Linked DNA regions of Mus musculus: regions 1, 2, 3 and 4 are each linked to region 5. A link is a contact called in public promoter capture Hi-C data. All regions are on one chromosome and are shown on one strand. The core of a region is the stretch at or near the end of the contact, and the rest is flanking DNA. Distances in the headings are between cores, read along the strand shown. Region 1 holds the start of Mtf1 (metal response element binding transcription factor 1). Region 2 holds the start of Utp11 (UTP11 small subunit processome component). Region 3 holds the start of Yrdc (yrdC domain containing (E.coli)). Region 4 holds the start of Zc3h12a (zinc finger CCCH type containing 12A). Region 5 holds the start of Smim12 (small integral membrane protein 12).

Region 1 (2,700 bases), core at 67-2,566, 2.4 Mb before region 5:
CTTGGGGCGGCAGGACTCTGCTTAGAGGTTCCTGGATAAACAACTTTTAGCCATCCAGATGCTTCCACTGTCCAAGCCGCAAACATGTTCATGCATAGGGCACCTGTTCCCTTTCTGCTCAACTCCAAGGCCTCTCAGTCGCCCCCAAGAGCACTGAAGAAAGGGGGTTCTGGTGAAACAAGTGGGATTTTGTAGGATATTCAGTCCTCCCAACTGTATATAATGCAGCACCTCTCATATATGTAATATATTTTAATGAAAATGTATTTTTAATGGTGACTATGGTTCTCTCTTTTTTTAGTTATGTGTATGTGTGTGGTGGTGGTGGTACATGCATGTGTGAATGTGCTAGGAGAGGCCAGAGGCTCAGATCTCTCTGAAGCTGGATGTGAGCCATCTAATGTGGGTTCTGGTTTCAAAAGAACTCTAAGGTCAGAGCAGTCAGTTGGTCTTCTCTTCCCCAATCCTCCTCTCTCAAGAGATGGTAGTTCCTGGCAGCTAGTCCTTTGTGGCTTAAGAACAGAGCAGCTGATCTGTGGCATGCTGGTGCGCCAGAGTCACTTATTCAACCTTACTCAGAGGGAATGGCACAGCAGTTTGGGCCTGAACCCTGATCTAGCCTCTAAGAGCACTGCTCCAACGTAAACATTCGAGAGAAGTCGTTCATGGGGTAAATAAGCATTAGCTTATGTGAGAGTCTAAAAATTACATATACAGGAATATAATAGAAACACGAGAAAAGTATCTTCTTGGGCTTTGAAATATTGCTACCACCGAGTGGATTTCAAGGGTGGGTAGGATAAGTGTTAAGAGCTGACAGGGGACTGGCCAGTAGGTGGCGCTGACCCTTTCTAGAGCAAAAACCCTCCTTAAGGAAGGTTGGAACCGCTAGCTCCCGCGGGCGCGTGAGAACGAGAAGTTTCTGGAGGGCTCTGCTCAGCGTTCCGGTCCTGGGGGGGAGCCTCAGCCAGGTGAACTATGCTGCGTGGGTACAGTGGGGCGAGGAGAGGGATGCCGTGGGCTGGCCTACGCATCTGGAAGGCGGCGGCTGACTGCAGCCTTCTTGCTGCAGCTGTGGACGCAGCTGGGGCTGAGAACACCTCGACTTCACCGCTGATGTCGCGTATCCTCCCGCGCTCGAAACAGCCCGCTCTCTATGGTCAGCTTCCCGGTGCGGCACCGGAGCGCCAGACTCCACTCGCTCCGCCCACAGCCCGCTGGGGAGAGGCGCGGTCTCAGCCCCCTGGAGAGTAGAAGCCAATCACGAACAGCAGCAGGCCCAGGGCTCCCCGGGCCTCTCCTTCCTCCGGAAAGCGGAAGCGGAAGTGACGCTAGGGACAGGTGGGGGCAATCATGGTGCCGCTTGGGAGGGGAGAAGCTGCTGCTGCCGCCGTTGCCGGGAGCCGCGGAGGTAAAAGCAGAGGCTGGACTCGGCTGGGGCTGGAACTATCCGGGGGGTGCGGGACTGGGGCTCCCTGCCGTAGCCATTCCCGGCTGAGACTTCATTCCACTCACCCGAGGGACCCCACCCCTCCTCCGTTTCCATGGGGATGGGTATCCAGCCCCCCTTCTCTGTTTCCATGGAGACCCGGACCCTGCCCCTCTTAGCCCAGCTCGTAGCCCCCAGACTGCCTCGGGGTTTTTCTCTGTAGCCCTGGACTAGGGGTGCTTTCCCGGTCAGGGTCCTCATGCTAGTCTCTCAGAGGTGCTGGGTTCGCAGTCCTCGGCCACCCTCACACCTCCTGGTCTTGTTACAGAAAGTTGGTCTCTGCGTTTCCCGGGGCAGCCCACCGGGTCTCTTATCTCTCCTCTCAGACACCGAGAAACGTGTATTTCTGGGGTTGCGTAAGCAAAGGTTCGGGCTGGTTCCTCTCAGATTAGATCCCTTGACCTGTGCCTGGTAACTACCTCGCCTGCTTGTCACTCCGGCTAGTAAAGGCTCACTTTGCCGACTCTTGAGCTGAAGAGAAAGTGCAGAACCAGGTTGAGAACTAAGTGATGTGCTGGTTATTTTAAATTCTCCTTTTGTGTCTGCCAAACCCACATTTGTAGAACCTGTGTGTTTTCGGGTGAAGGAGGAATCACCATTCCAGACCATGAAAGCTTCAAATTTGGTAATTTCCTCAAGAGGCTATCTTCAAAAAGAGACCGTCTGCATGTCTGTCATTCATTTTGCTGATATTTCCTGAGCTGCTCGTGTCAGTATTGCTTATGTTAAGTCAGCCTTTCGGGTCAGAAAGCCTAGTCACTCTGTACAAGTGTACTCTCTGGTCCAGATCATGTTTTACGATATAAATAATTAAAGTGATTTGCATCAGCTACTCCTTATTAGGGTTTAGCCCCTCCACCTGATGTGTTCTAGAAATGACAGAAGGAAGCCACCCTTTTTCTTTACCTGCAGTTTCTCTTTCTGTATGAAACAGGAAGCCCTGGTCCCACTGTAGAAAAGCAGGCACGGATAGGTTGTCCAAGCAGTAAAGGGCAAAAGGAGGGTTTGGAGGTGGTTATGTTCAGAGTGTTGTTTCTGCACCACCAACTACATGAGGCCGTGGCACTGCCTCACGGTGTGTTTGCGGGGAGGGAGGGCATTGGGACGGGAGCACCTCACTGAAGGTTTGTAGCCACTCTTTCTTTAAACAGCCACCTGTTTGCTCTTTTATCCTCCTTAGCTTCATAGATCCATCTTTAAAGTATGTGACA
Region 2 (2,700 bases), core at 50-2,549, 2.6 Mb before region 5:
ATGTTAGTGTGGCCGGGCAGTGGTGGCGGCGCACACCTTTAATCCCAGCACTTGGGAGGCAGAGACAGGCGGATTTCTGAGTTCGAGGCCAGCCTGGTCTACAAAGTGAGTTCCAGGACAGCCAGGGCTATACAGAGAAACCCTGTCTCGAAAAACCAAAAAAAAAAAAAAAAAAGTTAGTGTGTGTGTGAGAGAGAGAGAGATAAAGAATATGAATGAATGTGAGTGCAGGGCCTATGGAGGCCAGAGGGGGTGGTGGAATTCCTAGAGTGGAGTTAAAGCTATTTGTGAACCCACAATGTGAGTGCTAGGATTTGAACTCTGAGAGAGCAGCCGAGTACTCTTAACGGCTAAGCCCTCTCTCCAAGGCTTGTTAAAAGCTTGTTTGAACCAGTTATGATGTAATTTCTGAGAATGGCAAAGTGGATAAAGTGATTCTGCATACATCTTTATTTGTATTGCATATCCAAACCCTAACACATTCTCCTGAGTAAATCCACACCTATTTATTCTAACTAAATTAAGTGGGGGAACTCCCCACTTCCCTCCTTTTTTTCTTCTTACCAAGGACTACGCCTACTGCCCTTACTTGCTAGGCAAGCAGTTCACCATTGAGGCCTATGTCTAGAATTTTTTTAGATTTTTGAGTCAGGTCTAAGTGACCCAGACAGGCCCCGATTTTGGGATCCTTCTGCCTTGGCCTCTTGGGTAGATGCCATTATAGACCTGGGCTATGAGGTCCAGCAAAGTTTGTAAATGGTCAAGACATTCTCCAGAAGGGATAAGGAAAGTGCCACGATTTTAGGGGGAAGCATATGACAGATCTACACGAACCGCAAATCCCATGCCAAAAGTTGGGCCCAGTTTAGGAACACCCGGGCATGCGTCGGTTGTGAGGCGCCTACTGTCGCTGGTCACTCGGTTACATTCCTTTGACTTTGGTCTCAAGTTCCCAGGGAAAGGCCTCTAGCACACCCTGCCTCACTCAATTACCCACTGACCCTCTACCGTAGAGAATGACAATCCTCCTACCCTGTCCCTGGGTCTCCCCGACAAGGCACGCTGGGGTCAGGCCCCATGTGTTGGGTATTGACTGAAGGCAGATGCGCTGTCCCGTATCCGGATGCAGGGACAGCGAGGGGGCGGGGGCCACTGCAGGCGCCCCTGAGGCTTGCGAGGGCCTACCTGGCTTCGTTCTCGGTGTTCCCGCTGCCGGGTCTTGGCTGCCTTGCGAAAAGCCGCCGACATGCCTACTGAGGTCTAGGAAATGCTCAGCAAACTCCACCACCACGACAGCACTACCCACCCCGCCGCGTCCGCCAAGACACCGGAAGCAGGCCCAAGACGCGGCTTGCAATGCAGCCTATCAGAAGCCTGCTTTACCGGAAATACAGCCCCTCTCAAGCGGCCTGAATCGGAGGGTTCTGGGAGATGTAGTTTCCAAAGCTAGAGTCTTGGGATTCTTTCACAGCTCTCGGTTCGCAGAGAACGTCCACTGGTCCAGAGACCTAGACTTCGCTCCAGGCCGCACGTTGGCATCTGGGAACACATGGCTGGCACTGCTCTCTGGCTACGCTCGGCTTGCGTGTGCGCATGTGCTGTCACCTGAGACTTGGTGTGGGTTAAGATTCTAAGTAGAACTAGAACGTGGCTCACACCTTTAACCCCAGCTCTCTGGAGGTAGAAGCTGGCAATTTTCTGTAAGTTCAAGGCTAACCTGGTCTTACATAGTGATTGCCAGGCCAGCCAGGGCTACATAGTAAAATAAATCGCAGTCTAAAAACAAAACAAAAACAAACAAACCAAAAACTAGAAATAATGTGAATCTTACAGTATACTAGAAAGAGTACTTTAAAACCATATTTGGCTCCTCAGCTGACTTCTGGCTGCGTGGCTCTGAGCTGATTGCTTGACTTTAAAGAGCATCATTTTTCTCACCCATAAAACGAACATAATAATAGCAGACTGGTCTTGCTCATAGGAGTATCAAGGGCTCTGAGTGGCAGAACTGTATCTATAAGCAGAGTAGAAAAGAATCATCTAATAGCAATAAAGTTCCGAGTCCTTCACAGCCATCAAAGTTGTGCGTCTAGCTGGCCGACTTAACATAAGGTAGTTAATGTGATGGATAGAGAGCCGCGAACTGTGGAGGGAGTGTTCTGGTGCCAGCTCTGCTCTTAACCAAGGAAAGTTAGTTTTGCTGAGGCTTGGTATCCACATCTAGTTGTAAAATAATAAAATAATACTATACCCTCAGGATTTTGAGGTTTAAAAGACATATGTTTTCAGTGCTTAATGTTGGGTTTACTTGTTAGCAGGTTCACAATAAAATTGATTTGTTTCTGTTTTTGTTTTGTTTTGTTTTGTTAGTTTGTTTTATTGGGGTTGACTTAGTCTGATTAGGTTTGATGTTTTGAGGCAGTGTCTAGCTATGTAGGCCTGGCTGCACTGACACTCATAGATCAAGCTGGCCTCAGATTCACAGTGATCTCTTGCGTCTGCAAAGAGCTGGGATTACAAGTGTGTGACAGTGTGCCCAGCCATCCTGTTATTTTTGTCACCACTAAAGCTACCTTTAAGTAGCACAAGAGAGAGTTGGACCCAGCCAAGCATCACAGCAATGTTTGGGTTTGTTTGTGCTCTCCCCCCCCCCATGCCTGCCACCCTCCACCCCCACCCCCACCCCACCCCCGTATGTTT
Region 3 (2,700 bases), core at 10-2,509, 2.4 Mb before region 5:
TTCCTTTTAATCAAGACTCTGCTCAAGTGTTTTGTGGGGCTGAGAGCCCCCAAAGCATGAAATGAACATGTAATACCACCTGGAACCCCCAAAGCAGGCCAGACCACTCTGGCCAGCACTGCTGGCTTCCTGAATCCGAGTACTCAAGACTGGATGTTTGTTGGCTCCATTTCAAAGCACAGTACTGCCTTCAGCCAGGACGACGTGGGAGTGAACCCAGCTGCTAGTAGAGTTGCCATCCCAGGCTGAGGGCCAAGTACCAGCAACTGCCCGTGAAGACTGGCCCCTTTTAGTGAAGGGAGTTGGTCACAGTCCAGCCACTGGCCCTGGAAAGGGACAGAAGTCAGGGTGCCCGGCTAGGGTATGATCAAGACTCCGAGGCTCCATCGCCAGCATCCTTTGGAAGGCCACCTCTGGCCGATACAGATGGCTGGGGCGGCGCTCCAGACTTGGCTGAACCGTTCTAGTTGGAACAGAAAAGGGGGGAGGGGGGATGAGCCCGGAGGAAAGGCCTTAAGTTAGGCCCCACAAGAATAAGGCCACTTGGCATCTCGACAGTACCATGCTTTTTCAAAACCTCGCTCAGATCAAAGGAAGTTAAGCGGTGGGGATGCTCTTCCACCTGCCTCCTTTGGAGCGGGGTGGGGGTGGGGAGCGCGAGCTAGACCAGTGCAGTGAGTGGGAAGCGCCCACCTCCCCAGGTCCAGCCCGGAGAGGGCACTGGGCACTGACCCCGCCACCAGCCGGTTCTGGGCGCCGGCGGCCCAGCTGCCGCAGCATCTCCTCACAGGCGGCGATGGTGTCCAGAAGCTGCCGCTGCCGCTGCTCCACGGCGTCCAGCAGCTGCTGGGCGCGTTCATCTCGGGGCGGCTGCGGGGGTGGCCTCCCGCCGAGCCCCAACCCCGCCTTCCCACGGTCCACGCCGGCAGCCTCCCTGCCCGGGAGAGAGACGGCGTCAGGGCCCGGCGCTAGGCGGCGCGAGGTCGCGGCCCCAACCCACCGCCCCGCCGGCCCGCTCTCACCCCCGTGACCAGCCTGCGCCGGGACCCCACTCCATCGCCGCCCGTGCCACCCGCTCACCACCCCTCCGCAGTCCGCCCCCCGCGCCGCGCGAGGAGTCCGCTAAGCCGAGCCCCGCCCCGTCCCCACCGTTCTCCTTCAAGTCGCCTGGGGGTCGCGGTCCCTTTAAGCGGCCGGGAGCGGAGGCGGGGCCGAGCCTCGCGGGCCGGAAGTTGCGTCCGTGCGTCACTTCCTCCCGGAAGCGGCTCGGCACGGATGTCTACGGCGCGTCCGTGCGCGGGGCTGAGGGCCGCCGTGGCGGCCGGCATGGGGTTGAGCGACGGGCCGGCTAGTTCTGGCCGCGGCTGCCGCCTCCTACGCCCTCCTGAGCCCGCTCCGGCGCTGCCGGGGGCCCGGCTGCTGCGGCTTCCGGAGAGCGAGCCCGTGGAAGCCGCGAGCCCCGAGCGCTCCGGCTGGACCGAGGCGCTGCGGGCCGCCGTGGCCGAGCTGCGCGCCGGCGCCGTGGTGGCGGTCCCGACCGACACGCTCTACGGCCTGGCCTGCTCGGCGAGCAGCTCGGCGGCCCTGAGTTGCGTGTACCGCCTCAAAGGCCGCAGCGAGGCCAAGCCGCTGGCCGTGTGCCTGGGCCGCGTGGCCGACGTCTACAGGTGAGGCGGCCCCGCTGGGGGCGGCCCCGCGGGAGGGGTTTCCGGTGACAGCCTCGGGAGACCGCGGCGTCCGCCGAGCGCGGGAGGGGCTTGTCCTTGCTCCCCGAGGAGGAATCCGGAACTGGAGATTGGTCGGGAGCGCTGACGGCTCGCCAAGATCCGCTCTAGACAGTCGGTCGAGAAGCTGAGTTAGGCGAGCATGGCACTCTTCTCCCGGTGCCCTTGTGATGGGCGGAGGGGAGGCCCGTTTCGGGGTAACGCCTTCCAGATGATTAAACGGATTGAGATTGTATCCACGTGCCACGGCGCTGTGGTTTTGTCCCCCAAGACAGGCGGATAGACTTAAAGCCCAGGGTACTCTGTGGAGTCTGTCTTCTGCCAGAACTCCGAGGAAGAGGGAGTAGAGAGTCAGGTAGATCTCGTTCATTATACACGCGAAGGGGACCCCTCTCCAGCATCTGCCTTAAGTCCCCAGGAAAGGTCCATCAGGGTGATTTGGAGAGGATTTGTGCTCCTTTGCCTGCAGGTACTGTCAGGTGAGAGTACCTAGGGAGCTCCTGGAAGACCTGTTCCCAGGCCCTGTGACCCTGGTGATGGAGCGCTCCGAGGAGCTCAACAAAGACCTGAACCCCTTTACTCGTGTGAGTCAAGAGTTTTCCCTTTTCCTGCGATCTAAATCAGACGCTTGCAAGCCCTCGATGTCTTCCTCACGTTCTCTTTTCTTGCTTCCCAGCTTGTTGGCATCCGGATTCCTGACCATGCCTTCATGCTGGACTTGGCCCAGATGTTTGGGGGACCACTTGCACTCACTAGTGCCAACCTCAGCTCCCAGGCCAGTTCTCTGAGTGTTGAGGTGAGAATTGGCCCCAGCAGGTTAAACTGCTGTTTCCTTAAAATCAACAAGGCTAACACTGTAATGGGATTGCCTGGCAGAAATTTGGGCCTTTGGTGCATGGGTGAGAAGGTTACCCATTTGGTGTTGGTTAGAGGAGGGTATCCGAATGAATCTTGGAAGGGGGCAGGTGGTGTACTT
Region 4 (2,797 bases), core at 171-2,670, 2.1 Mb before region 5:
GTCTTTAAGGCTTAAGGGGTTCCTTCTGGCACATGGTGGGATCTCACAGACAGCTTTTGTGTTCCTTCACCAGTCCAAGAGAAAAGCCAAGCCCCCTTCCCAAAGGAAGAGCTACAGACACTATTCCACAGGTCTCCACACATACCTCATGGCCACATTGCTTCCGTCGATGACCACAGGTCTCAGGTCGCTGCCCTCTCTGTCCTCCTCTGGGAGTGAGGGTTCTAGAGTGGAAGGCTTGGGGGTGCTTCCACCCCGGGGCACCAGAGGGGGCTGGGGGCTGGGGGCCGTCAGGGCCTGGCATTCTCGTTCAGTAGCTGAGCCATGCTTCACCAATTCCCCTAGCACCGTGTTGGTGTCTGCTTGGACTCCCAGCTTCTGCAGGACACTGTGGATCTCAGAGGACGAGTACCCCAGTTTACGGAAAAAGTCCACCTTCATCTGCAGCTCGGAAGTAGGGGCCTCTTTAGCCACAGGATCCTGGTCTGGCTGAGGTCGACCCTGGCTGCTGTGTCTGTCCTCAAGACTCCACAGACTCATGGTGGGGTTGGATTCTTGGACAGGCTTCGTTCCACAAGGGTCACTCATATTTCACATTCTTGGAATGTGTCCATCACAGCTCCTATTGACCAGACCACAGGGTTAAGGGCAAGCAATGCCCAATATAGGTCTCTTTCAGACTCTCTTCCACAGAATGGGGCAACACGAACTGAGAAGACGCTATTCAAAGCCATTCTCACGTGTCAGCCCACGCTGTGCTCTCAAAGAGCTCTCAGCATTAGTTATTTTTACAAGAGGGAGACCGAGGCACAGGCAGTAAGCGTTTACTCAAGATCATCAACTCAAAGTTTGTGATACAAACATTTGAACTTGGTCTGACTCCACCCCCAAACCCCGTTCTGTTCCATGCCAACCCAAGGGACCCAAGAGGCAGGGGCGGGGCTCTCAGAAGGAAACTGGGGCTGGAAGTGCGCAGGGGACCCAGGGGCTTCCCCATTGTGGCCACCGCCTTCGTCTCCGAGTCTCATACTTCGGCTCAGGGACAGAGTTCTATTCTGGGAAGGACAAGTTTCCGGGGTGACCCACGGAGAGAAAAGTTGCTGGGCGACTCTGGTTGGCTACCGGGCCCGGTGACGCGAGGAGGTCCTGGCTAGAGCCCGGAGAACGCCGGGTGCCCCAAGACACCCCGTTCCACGCACCAGGGTGAACTCAGCGGGGTCCCAGCGATGGAGACACTGCCCGCGCGCGACCCTCCCGGAGTCAGACCCAACGCAGCGCAGCACCCGTTCCACCCGGTAGCACTCACCCCGCTGAGCGCCGGACGTCGTCTGTAAGGTGTCCATGGAGCCGAGTCTCGGGCTCTGACGGCACCTTCGTAGCCGCGACAGGCGGGCAGGTGCTTTAAGGGCAATGACGCGGAAGCCGGGCAGGGCCGCCGCCCCTTCCTGCTCCGCCTCCCTCCTGCCCCGCCCCACGGTAGGTCGGAGCCGGCTCCGCCCCGTTTCTGAACAAGTCCCGCCCCAGCATCTCTAGCCACGCCCCTGGCCACACGAAGTCTGGGCGGCTCCAGGCTTGTACCACCCGACTGCTTAACGCCGGCTCTGCAGAAGCAGGTTCCGTGCACCATGCAAAACCGGAATAGAACGGCCTCGCAGGTTCACTTCAACAACTTGACACGTCCACCGGCTTGGTCCAGGTTTCTAGTTGCACAAGTTGAGGCCACAGCCGGCAGAGATCCGGCCACTCCAGTTCAGTCACATAGGTTGTGAACTGAAGCCTGTTCAGCGATAGAGTCACACTCAGGACCAGGGACACTTTTCTTGAAGTAAATACCTTCCCAAGACAGGAGGGCTCCACCACCACAAGTTGCATAGTGGTGGAGGAAATGCCAGGAAAAGGAGGGACATTGACACCAATCGCCATGGGAGAGTCCGTGAAGAATGCTATCAAGCAGACTGCAAAAACTCATCTTGTCCCTTATCCTCAAGAGGTCAAGATCCCTCAGTCGAGCACAGCCCTGTACATTATCATCCTGGGGCTTAGATATTGGACAGATCCTTGTGCTCAGGGACCTTCTGTTTTCTTTGGCTTTTGTTGTTCTTTCTGACACAAGGTCAAGCTATGTAACCCATGCCGGCCTCAAACAGCCCAGTGGCCCCATCCATCAGGATCCTGTGTGCTGAGGTTATAGGTGTGAGTTATCATGCTTGCTCCATTTACCTCTGAGAAATGCAGGAAAAAGCTGAAGGGCCTCAGCCATGTAGATCAAGATAGGAGGTCCCAGCTGGGTGTGGTGGCGCACACCTTTAATCCCAGCACTTGGGAGGCAGAGGCAGGAGGATTTCTGAGTTCAAGGCCAGTCTGGTCTACAGAGTGAGTTCCAGGACAGCCAGGGCTACACAGAGAAACCCTGTCTTGGAAAAAAAAAATAGGAGCTCCCACTCTGTAGCACCAGGGACCACTATGAGCATTCTGGGGGACACTAGTGACTCAGGGCAGAGGGAAGGGAGCCTGGCTGTCAGTGTGCCTGCATGCATGCACGAATGCATGTGTGTGTGCTAGAGAAGAGAGAGGTGCCCAGGAGAGGGAGAAAGGGAACCCAGGACCTGCACACAGGAAGACAAAGTCTATTATGTCACCAGCATGCTTGCATATAGGGAAACTGAGGCTCAGGAAGCCAAAACACTCAAAAGTAAGAATTAATTACTGTGTGTCAATACTTCAGTCATATCTCACCTGTCTAAGCAAATGCAGTTGTCTTCTAAGGACATTGGCTGTTTTAATAAAATGGTTTTAT
Region 5 (2,700 bases), core at 48-2,547:
CTTCTCAATGCTGTCATTTCCACTTTAGCTGGGGATTCTGTGCTTACCCAGGTCTGCTGGAGGGAACTTCTAGTCACTATTAAGATCCAGCTTAGGGATCTGTCCTTCCAGGGAACCTCCACTCATTCTTCTTGTATGGACGGACAGTGTCCTCTGTTATGACACTGTGTGGGTCTTCCTGTTTCTTCTCCATCCAGGAAACTACGGAGGGCAGTCCCCATTTGTATCGCCAATGTCTAGCTTGTAGAATGGCTAAATGCCAGCCTGTGTTCTAGACTGTTCTGATCTCTTCCCACAGATTCAATGCACAAGTAATCAAGGTCTGATAATCACGGTTGCTAATTTCTGGCAGCTTCTTCCTCCCCATCTTCGCTGTCAGGCTTAGCTTTGGGCTCTTTGATCTAAAAGAGGAAGAATCTCTAACTTGACAGTACAGTCTTGAAGACGCTTCCTGTGAGAGTACCCGTGACCTTGAGAAATGGCTCACTGCTAACTTAAGGGAAGCTGGGTAGACTTAAGGGAAGCTGGGTAGAGCACTCCAGGTAGATGAAAGAACATGGACACACAGGCTTCAAACGTTGATTTTTAGCATGCTATTAGTGGGAAGGAGACTGGTCAGGTTGAGAGCAGTGTGGGCAGGTTGAGAAGGCAGGACTATGGTAGTCCATTAGAGAGCTTGGGGTGTGAGGCTTTTTCTTATATGTGATAAGTATAATTCCGCTCAGGGACAGGGGAAACATGGAGGAAGGAGAGTGAGTACTTGCGATCAGAGGGTCTTGGTACTTTCAGCAATTTGTAGACTCACTAACGCTACAATCTAGTTCCCTGCGAGATGTGTGCCTGGCACAGTATTTTACAAACAAGATGTTATCTAACCCTTGCAACATCCCTGCTGAAATGGAAGGTTTTAACGCTATGCAGAAGAATTGAGGCTCAGATTAATTAATGATGTTCCCAAGGACACACAGCCTGAAAGCACAGATCCCAAGAAGATTGAAAGTACTAGGTTATTCTCTGCTACGGGAGCTTCTGGAGGTCAGGGGTTGGGTTTTCGGTTTCAGTAATATCCGACCTAGGTAAGTCTCGGAAGACACCTAATGAACTTCATTTGGATCAATGAAAGCTGACTATTCTTTTTTCTTCTTCACAAGCATGTGGCAACGTCACAGGGGAGCCTCCGAGCCGTCAGGGGGCGCTATACTATTCTGCGTTTAGTCCAACGCAGGGTCGGGTGCCTGGCTTCCTTTCTTCTGTAGCTGGCTGGAGCTCAGCCAATCGCTGCTCTCCGAGAGATGCCAGTGGGCGGGGCCTCGGGCGCGCCCCGCGGGCCACTGGGAACCTCGGCGTCCCTGTTGCTCCCGGCTAGCGGGCGCAGCGCGGGACCTGTCCGGGGTGTGCGGGCTGGACCGCAGGTGAGTTCCCAGGGCTGAGGGCACTTCGCTTCCCAGGATCGCTGGCCCCCAGTCCCACGGGAACGGCTCCTCCTAGTTGAGGGAGCGATGGTTTCCGTGACCCGCTCGGCCTCGGCCAGCTTTTGGTGGCCGAGTGTGGACTGTGGTCAGATCTCGTCCGCCTCAGGCCCCTGCAGGCCGAAGGGTGACGAAGCCACGCGTGTGGCGTGACTGGACAGGGAACAGGAGCTGATGACCCGAACCTCACTGGCGCTCCCATCCCAACTTGGCTGGCTGTCAAGGCTGATGGTTTCACCTTCTCGGACCTCCTACGACTGCTCTCATTTGGAGAGCTTCCGGTGGGCTCAGGCACTGGGACAGGTTTCCTGGCGGCCCGGTTGACCTGTACCTGGAGCCTTTGGCTGGCGCCCCTGCGTGTCGGGCTGGAAATAGGCGTTGCAGTATTTGGGAAACACTTGTGCTACTTACATTTTGATACCTTCGGGATGACTTCATGAAGTCTAGCTGCTTATGATCATATCCCTATACCCCTTTGTGAGTGCGGGTGGAAGGCTGCTGTAGTCTTCCATAAACAAAGCAACATGTTTATGCTGCCTGTCATTCATTCGACCAACAAACTTTTTTAGCTCTTTGCTAGGGAGGATAGCAAGGGTGGGAAGAGGCACAGAGCATAGGACGATCCGGACATCCTTAGTTCTTAACCTTGTGGAGCTCCAGGGTGTTTTGAGAGCTGTAGACAGGTAGGGTAGGCCCACATAGCTTACCGAAGAGAAGGTTGTGTTGTATACATGGATGACTGGAATTCGGACAAGAGCACATAGAACTTGGGCTTTCTATGTACAAGAGTAATACTCATAGACTGGTGCTTGATATGCCCGCCCTAAGACAAATTGGAAAATTGAGAGTCTCTACCCAGGAATTGTATAAAGGACTTGCACTTGGTGTGGACCTGTGATCACAAGCACTTGGCACTGGAAACAGGAGCGTCGGCAGATCAAAGTTATCCTTAGCTACTTTGAGGGTTTGAGGCCAGGCTGGGTGCCATGAGAACCTGTCTTAAAAATAAAAACAAGCCCAACGGTGGTGGCACATGTCTTTAATCTTGGCACTAAGGAGGCAGAGGCAGGCCAGTCCAGTCTCTGAGTTTGAGGCCAGCCTGGTCTACAGAAGGAATCTGAATGGCAGGGCTACACAGGGAAACCCTATCTCAAAAAACCAAAACCAGCTGACCAAACAAACCCCAAAACTTAAAACAGAAAATAGAACGAAGTACTGAGTTAAAAATAGA

The links. Capture Hi-C pulls out chosen DNA fragments and counts their contacts.
Region 1: a promoter capture Hi-C map of liver shows a contact between it and region 5, with 5 times the contacts expected there. The contact joins the promoter of Mtf1 here to the promoter of Smim12 in region 5. A contact is called at or near these places in 2 of 39 promoter capture datasets (liver and pre-B cells) and 1 of 9 other capture datasets (liver).
Region 2: a promoter capture Hi-C map of liver shows a contact between it and region 5, with 2.9 times the contacts expected there. The contact joins the promoter of Utp11 here to the promoter of Smim12 in region 5. A contact is called at or near these places in 2 of 39 promoter capture datasets (erythroid cells and pre-B cells), 2 of 484 Hi-C or Micro-C datasets (CD4 T cells and muscle stem cells) and 2 of 9 other capture datasets (adipose tissue and liver).
Region 3: a promoter capture Hi-C map of liver shows a contact between it and region 5, with 5 times the contacts expected there. The contact joins the promoter of Yrdc here to the promoter of Smim12 in region 5. A contact is called at or near these places in 1 of 39 promoter capture datasets (liver), 1 of 484 Hi-C or Micro-C datasets (CD4 T cells) and 2 of 9 other capture datasets (adipose tissue and liver).
Region 4: a contact with region 5 is called in a promoter capture Hi-C map of adipose tissue, with 6 times the contacts expected there. The contact joins the promoter of Zc3h12a here to the promoter of Smim12 in region 5. A contact is called at or near these places in 1 of 39 promoter capture datasets (pre-B cells), 1 of 484 Hi-C or Micro-C datasets (CD4 T cells), 1 of 115 datasets of contacts at active chromatin or transcription factors (kidney) and 2 of 9 other capture datasets (adipose tissue and liver).

What each region holds. Positions count from the first base shown.
Region 1 is chr4:124,801,233-124,803,932 of GRCm38.p6, forward strand. It overlaps Mtf1 (metal response element binding transcription factor 1), which reads left to right and starts at 1,317. Exons shown (of 11, transcript NM_008636.4): 1 at 1,317-1,411. It overlaps Inpp5b (inositol polyphosphate-5-phosphatase B), which reads left to right. Exons shown (of 24, transcript NM_008385.4): 24 at 1-279.
Region 2 is chr4:124,692,255-124,694,954 of GRCm38.p6, forward strand. Utp11 (UTP11 small subunit processome component) reads right to left here and starts at 1,300. Exons shown (of 8, transcript NM_026031.3): 1 at 1,186-1,300. The coding sequence starts at 1,248.
Region 3 is chr4:124,849,500-124,852,199 of GRCm38.p6, forward strand. Yrdc (yrdC domain containing (E.coli)) reads left to right here and starts at 1,260. Exons shown (of 5, transcript NM_153566.2): 1 at 1,260-1,667; 2 at 2,194-2,308; 3 at 2,401-2,520. The coding sequence starts at 1,276. Mtf1 (metal response element binding transcription factor 1) reads left to right here. Exons shown (of 11, transcript NM_008636.4): 11 at 1-301. 1110065P20Rik (RIKEN cDNA 1110065P20 gene) reads right to left here and starts at 1,065. Exons shown (of 3, transcript NM_001347196.1): 1 at 1,023-1,065; 2 at 733-934; 3 at 1-463. The coding sequence starts at 1,057. The coding sequence ends at 368.
Region 4 is chr4:125,126,461-125,129,257 of GRCm38.p6, forward strand. Zc3h12a (zinc finger CCCH type containing 12A) reads right to left here and starts at 1,421. Exons shown (of 6, transcript NM_153159.2): 1 at 1,307-1,421; 2 at 146-622. The coding sequence starts at 588.
Region 5 is chr4:127,242,487-127,245,186 of GRCm38.p6, forward strand. It overlaps Smim12 (small integral membrane protein 12), which reads left to right and starts at 1,298. Exons shown (of 2, transcript NM_030252.2): 1 at 1,298-1,412.